Linked DNA regions of Sus scrofa: region 1 is linked to region 2. A link is a contact called in public Hi-C data. All regions are on one chromosome and are shown on one strand. Each heading gives the region's core, a stretch centred on a gene start, on an enhancer-like site or on the middle of the called end of the contact. The rest is flanking DNA. Distances are from core to core; before and after follow the strand shown. Region 1 holds the start of TTL (tubulin tyrosine ligase). Region 2 holds the start of SLC20A1 (sodium-dependent phosphate transporter 1).

What was found. A called contact is a pair of places that touch in the nucleus more often than the background predicts.
Region 1: a contact with region 2 is called in a Hi-C map of liver, with 5 times the contacts expected there. The contact joins the promoter of TTL here to the promoter of SLC20A1 in region 2. A contact is called at or near these places in 5 of 47 Hi-C or Micro-C datasets (heart right ventricle, liver and skeletal muscle).

Annotation. Positions count from the first base shown.
Region 1 is chr3:44,021,123-44,024,348 of Sscrofa11.1, forward strand. It overlaps TTL (tubulin tyrosine ligase), which reads right to left and starts at 1,489. Exons shown (of 7, transcript NM_001004041.1): 1 at 1,132-1,489. The coding sequence starts at 1,288.
Region 2 is chr3:43,858,988-43,862,444 of Sscrofa11.1, forward strand. It overlaps SLC20A1 (sodium-dependent phosphate transporter 1), which reads right to left and starts at 1,560. Exons shown (of 11, transcript XM_021087023.1): 1 at 1,269-1,560; 2 at 197-804; 3 at 1-33. The coding sequence starts at 533.

The DNA of each region.
Region 1 (3,226 bases), core at 239-2,738, 160 kb after region 2:
CATTACAGTCCCCCCCCCATAAGCCCATCAAGGGCTAGTCAATTCCAAATGGTCTATTTTCAGTCTTTCCCTATTCAACCTCTCCACCCTCTGACCACACCTATTTTCTAAAAACCGTACCCTCTCCGGACATAGAACACGGCTCTCTGAGAAGCCCTCCAAGGCAGGGATGACTTTTCCTCTTGACGGATTTGTCTCTGGCAATATGATCAGGTCCCCACCCCAGGGGAATTTCTGGCAGGGAACATGGCTACCCCTAGTGAGGCTGCAATTCCCCCATGACTGTGCAGTCAGAGGCCGTGAGACTACGTTCAGGTCAATGGGATGTGAGTCTGAAGTGCTGTGCACAACTTCTGGTTTACATCATCTAAAAAGGAGCCGCCGGTCCTCTGCTTCCCCAGCACCTTCCTCCAGAGGAAGATGTAGACGCGGTGGTGCCAGCTTCAACCACGTGAATGAAGGTAACTCCCGCAGAGAGAGTAGGGCTGAGAATCCAGCGTCACCTACCATCTGCATTCAACCCACGATCGTGAGAATGTGTTCTTTGGTGAAGCTAAGAGAAGACACCCTTCCGCCCTTCCCTGGGCTGGGCTCACTGCTGAAGCTCAGGCTTTCAGAATCCAGGTCTCTTCCAAATCCTTTGACAGTTTAACTGAGCCTCTGGGTAGCTGAATCCTCAGGGTTTTCAACACACACAAGCTCCCCTCCCGCGCCAACATAGGCAGGGCAGGATCCTTAGTGAAGAAAATGTGCAAGAGGACTCCGGCGAGATTTCAGCAGCGGGCTCCGCGTAGCCGCGCCCCGCCCGGCGATCTGTCCAGCGGACCTGCCGGATTTGGGGACGTCGGGCCTGGGGAATCCGGGAGACGCGAGGCCTGGGCTCCCCGCCCCCGGCTGCAGGGACGGGTCATGGTAAAGAGGCAGCCGCGGCTCCAGGAGCCCGCACCTACATTCCCGCCCCGAATCCGATTTAGGAGATGAGAAGGCACGAAAAACGATGGGCTTAGTCCTTTAAGGGATGCATTTTTTATCTATCTGCCCGAGAAACGACGGAGGGAAGGTTTCTGACCTTAAAACAAAAGCGCCCGTTCTACCGGGAGGAGCGGGAGGGCGCGAAACGGGGAAGCTCACCCAGTCTCCCGAAGGGCAGCCGGTTCCTTTCTCCCAGCATCAGGTTGAACCTGGGATTGTCCCGCCGTAGCCTCTTCCAGTGGCCGGTGGCGAGCAGCAGCCGGGAGACCTCGGCGTAAACGCTGCTGTTCTCGTCGCGCACCACGAAGGTGTACATGGTGAAGGGCCGCGCGCCGGGGCCACCCCTGCAGCCGCTGCAGGAAACAGCCGGCCAAGCGGCTGCTCAGCGTGGGACCAGCCGGGGCGACTGCCGCGCTCCCGACCCGTCGGCCCCGCCGGCCCCGCCCCACACGCTCCAGCCGCGCCCCCGCCAGCGGCCTGGGCGCCCGCCCCTCACGCTTCTAGGGTAGCCGGCCGCGGGCGCCCGGGCGCCCGCGCGTCTGCCAGAGCAGCGAGCGCAGCCCCGACGCCGCGCCCACTGTCGGCGCGGCTCCGCCTCCGCCCCGTGATTCCGCGCGGCCGGCTCCAGGGCGGGCGGATGGGAGGGGGCCTGTGCGCGGGGGGCGCGCCAGGCTCCCTCTCTGAGCGGGCTGCCAGCTGCAGATGGTGCGGGGGCTGGAGGAGGGGGCGCGGCTTTAGCCTCAGCTTCCCGAACAGGCCCCTGAGTGGGACCGGAAGCTGGGGCGGTCCTCCCGAGCCCGGGGTCACGGCCAAGGGGGCGGTGCCAGAGGAAGATCCCTTTTTAGGGCTTGTTCTGGTAGTTTTCAACCTACTCTTTCAAAGGGACGTTTTCTGGATGAAAACAGAAAGTTGTAAGTCCCCATTCTTTGTCCAAAATGGGCTTCTTTTACTTTCCTGCTTAAGGACCGCAGAGAACCCGAGGCGTAGAAGCGGCTGTTGGTTTCGTTTGGGTCGAATGCTTCCGTAGCCTGCTGAGACCTCCTGGATGGTGCATAGCCAGGGGGTGACTTCAGATTCGCCGATCACACACAGACCCTAGGATCCCTGGACTCCGCCCTGCCGTTTACCGGCGCTGGGCCACTCGCTTTTCGTCCTCCGGACCGATTTCCCCTTCTGAGTTGGCGGAAGGTGGTTCTTTTTTGTTGTTGTTGTTTGCCATTTCTAGGGCCGCTTCTGTGGCATATGGAGGTTCCCAGGCTAGGGGTCTAATCGGAGCTGTAGCCACTGGCCTACACCAGAGTCACAGCAACGCAGGATCCGAGCCGCGTCTGCGACCTACACCACAGCTCACGGCAACTCCGGATCCTTAACCCACTGAGCAAGGCCAGGGATCGAACCCTCAACCTCATGGTTCCTAGTCGGATTCGTTAACCACTGCGCCATGACGGGAACTCCGGAAGGAGGTTCTTTAAAGTCCCTTGGTTCTGATCCTACCTGACTTCCTTTTAGGAAACATTTTTGGTGCATTTTGAGGAATAGAGAGAGGACTCTACCAGATTTCCCGCAAACTTCCTACACTTCCTCAAAAATTAGCTACATCACCCATGTGCTTCCGATGTCTTACTCTTTAGAGAAAGAATATCCTGCGACCTTTCCTGTCCTGCTCTCCCTGTGCTCATGGTATCTACTTATATTGTAAAATTGCCCTCCTTTCTTCCATTTTGCCCATAGGCTCCACTGGCCATGGGAAGCTCGCTTAGAGGAGAAATGGGGCAAGACCCAGGAGTGCTGTAATGATGACGTTCCTTCACACCCGTCCCAGCAATCCGACATCCCTGAGGAATGCGGGTATCTAGTGCCCGGCTTCCTAACCTCCAGAGAATGAATCTGCCGGGAGGCATATATCCTACGCTCTATTTCAAGGTCGCTGCAGAAGAGTTCTGATTGTCCGCAGCTGCAACTTACTCCTTTCTGCATCTTCTCTTGTTAGGTTCCCTCCTTTTCCGGTTTTCTATCCCACCTGTCTTGGGGTCACTTTCGCAGTAAACCTCAAATCGTTATACCAGGACTACCTTTTTAGAGAACTCAGGCCAAAACGTTGTGGCTGCTTCTCTTCACAGCCAGTCATCTTGAAAGTGATACCTACTTTCAGCATGCCTGGGTCCTTTCACCCTCCTGCACCACCCACTCTCCCCTACAGGCCCGCTACTCTCTCTGCTGTGAATTTCATTAGGAACTCCTGTAACCTCTGTAT
Region 2 (3,457 bases), core at 310-2,809:
AAAACGAAGCCACTAGTTGCCACACAGCAGAACCTGAAACAGGTCAAGTTTTATGAAGAAAATTGCCAAATTACATTTTGTACGCAGGGCATTCCTAAGAAAATAATCTGAAAGACTGAGCACAAGGAGAGAACTACCCCGCCACAGGAAATGTGCTCAGCCATCGTTCAGAGGACAATACAGAAAAAGAACTTACCAAACATCGCGCTGACGGAGCCGGCCATCAGCAGCTCTTGGGTCGCGTTGTACATCTCCACGTCAATCAAGCCCTTCCGGATCGTTTCGCTCACTTTGGCCCCCAGTAGGACGGAGCCCACTGTTTCGAAGATACTAGCTAGGATACAGGCTTGCTTCAGGGTCACTACACCTGATCCCACAGCCGTACCAAAAGAATTTGCTACATCATTGGCTCCCACGGAGAAGGCCAGGACAAATGCAATGATGAAGCCCAGGATAAGCATCCATAGGTAATCTACCAATGGACCAGAAGCAGCAATAGTACTGGTGATCAGCGTTGCCACGGTAGATGCCATTCTCTAGAGTAGTGGTTCTTTAATTTAACAAGAGAATTACTGAGCGGTTTTCGAGATGTGTAAACAGAATATGAGGTATCAAAAATGCTCTAATAAATAATACATATTATATAAAATTAAATACTGTAAACTACGGCACAGAAACCGAGCTGGGGAGTTACTGCTATACGCTGCGTATGGGCATCTGTTGTCTGGGGTTTCTTTGGCTCTGGAGGGCTAGAAGCACGGAGCAGAATTCCATGGCGGAGAAGAGAAAGGACGCAAGTTCATCCTGGAAGAAGAGGGAAAGTAACAATAACGGCGCGTCCTTGGGGGGCTGGCTCCGCACCCCACGCGGGCTCACGCAGGCTGGGGGGGGCCCTGCCGTGCCCACAGCCTGCAATCCGCTGACCCCGCCCCGAACAGGACCAGCCGGCGGCGGGCACGTGGCGCCGGGACCACCTCGGCCCGCGCGCGCCCAGCCCGGGCCGGGCCCCGCGCCGCCAGCCCGCGCGCGCCCTCCGCGCGAAAACCGGAAAAGGGCTGTTCCCGCGCGCGCCGCCCGGGGACCGCCAAAAAGGCCCGCGGGCGGCGGAGCCGCCGGGCGGGGTGGGGGGGGTGGGGGAGGGAGGCAGGCAGCGACGCAAGCAGAACCCCGCCACTGGTACCAGCCCAGCCGGCTGACCCCGCGCCGCAGCGTCCGCGCCGGGCCCCGGGGAGAAGAAAGAGCCTTTCTAAGGCGGCACCGCCACTCACCAGAGGAAACGAGGAGCTGAGCGGGAGACGGAGAGGTCCAGGCGGCGGGCTAGAGCCTCGGACACACGTACCTGCGGTCGGCGAGCACACTGCCCGGGCCCGGAGGCTCGGGGAAAGCTCGGCGGGGGTGGAGGCCCACCCGGGAAACAGCCGCGGGCGCCTCAGCAACCGAGCAAAAGAAGCATGCTGCGCGCGCCGGCAGCCATCATCTAGCGGCGCACGCTGCCGGCCTCTACTTATAGCCCGCGCCGCGCCCCGCGTGACCCACCGCGCCTCGCGCCGGCCCAGGAGCCCCGCCCTCGGGCTGACGCAGCCCCCGCCAGCCCGGCGTGCCCCTCTGGGGGATCCCGACGGCGGCACTCATTGGCCTGTCTGGCGCCGGAGGCCACGCCCCCAGAGGGGAGCCTGTCCACGTGGGGAGGGCCAGCTCGCTCCCTGCGGCCTTGCCCTGGAGCCGTGGCACCGTCTGGCCCTGTAGGCTAGTGATGGGGGCGGCGGGGGACCCTCACCGCGGGGGTCATAGAGGACAAGACCAAGGTTATAGTTACCGCCTCGCGAGCTGAGCTTTACGGAGCAGGCCGCACCTCTAGCAGCACTTTCCGCGCACTTGTGACCTGCAGCATCCGGAGGCCACACCTGGCCGAGTTCCCTCCCTCCCTTCCTCCTGTTGACGCTGCAGGGGAGCTGGCGCCCTGGGGCTCCGGATCCAGTCCTGGCACGTTGTCGCACCTGTGACTTGCCCTTGGCCGGACAGGCACTGTCCCTCGCCGGGGGAGGGAGAGGGCTCACGTGGTCCCCTTGCTCCCGCAGTCATGCACTTGGATGAAAACCGTAAGACTGAGAAGTCACGAGAACCAGGTTGTCTCCCAGTTGTGGCGCAGAGCCACTGGGTAGCTGTGGATCATTAATTTCCCCGTGGCAGACCTCCTGCGTTTTCTGCACCGCGGCTGTGGCCCCGGGGAGAGGGAAGGCTACTGCTTCGGATTCAAATCCTTACTCCTACTTACTGCAAGTGTCACCTTGAGCGACTTCAGATCTCTCTGACTTTGCTCTCAGGAATGTAAATTGTTAACAATCAGTACCTACCTGGTAGCGGGAATTAAATGAGTTAACGTGTGTGAATGTGAGTAGATCTCTGTAGGTGTTCAGTGAATGCTCATTTCCGTGAATATTCCTGTTTTAGAATGTAGAAAAGGATGTGAGGGGTTTTCTCTTTGCCTCCTGGAAGCTTTCCTATTTTCAAGTAAGTTGATTTTTGGCCTTTCTTCATGGTATATAATCTAGTTTTGACATTAATAAGATTTGCTCTGCACATTTGGGGATATTTCATTATTCTGCTTAAGATCAAGACTAAGCAGTCGTGCCAAGGGAGATTAAGGTCTGCTCTCTTGTCAGGGTTGTGGTGGGATTAAAGAATTCCAACCAGAAACACAGCCAGGCTTAGAATGTTCTGGAGCTCTCCCCACCTTTTCCCGTCTCTAGAAGCTGGGCACTGAATAGTGAGAACACAGAGGTTGTAAATCATTGCTGTGTATGGGTCATCTTTGGAGGCTTAACCTCCACCTGAGTATCCTCTGACCTACCTAGCAAATCTGGTGGAGTTATATGAGTAACTTACAAAGCTCTAAGTCCCAAGGTCATGGCCAAAAAAAGAAAGTACATGTCCGGGAGCACTGATCCTGGAGCACAATTTCAATGTAATTCTGGCACCTTCAGTTGTGCTCCTTCCTCCACCTTTACTTTATTTCAAGGTTATAAAAAAAATTAAGGACCGGTCTGTTAAAGGTCCTTAGGGTTCTGCCATTTAAAACAGTAATTTTCAAAGCAGTTGTTTATCAGACAGTTGCCTAGAGCTTTGCCCAACTTGTGTTTTTTTTCATTCTGGTCATTGGCAGTCTTTTGCCAGTCTGTAGTATTAGCCCTTTAAGTTGGCACCCGCTTGTTGGACAGCCTCTGTTGGAGGTGGTGGCGCAGCCATGGTGCATAGCCATCAAAATGAGAGCACAGTTCAGGCCCCTTGGAGTGGGTTGAGGTGAAGGCTGGGGCAGAAATTCAGGAAATTCCCCTTGCAACGCAAATGAATTCTGCAGAACTGGCTCTGGAAAGCTTCTTATCCTTCCTCCTTAGGACAACACTCCCAAGTGCCTCTGCCAATCAGGCTGGGGAGGTGGGAGGTTGGGGGCTGTAAG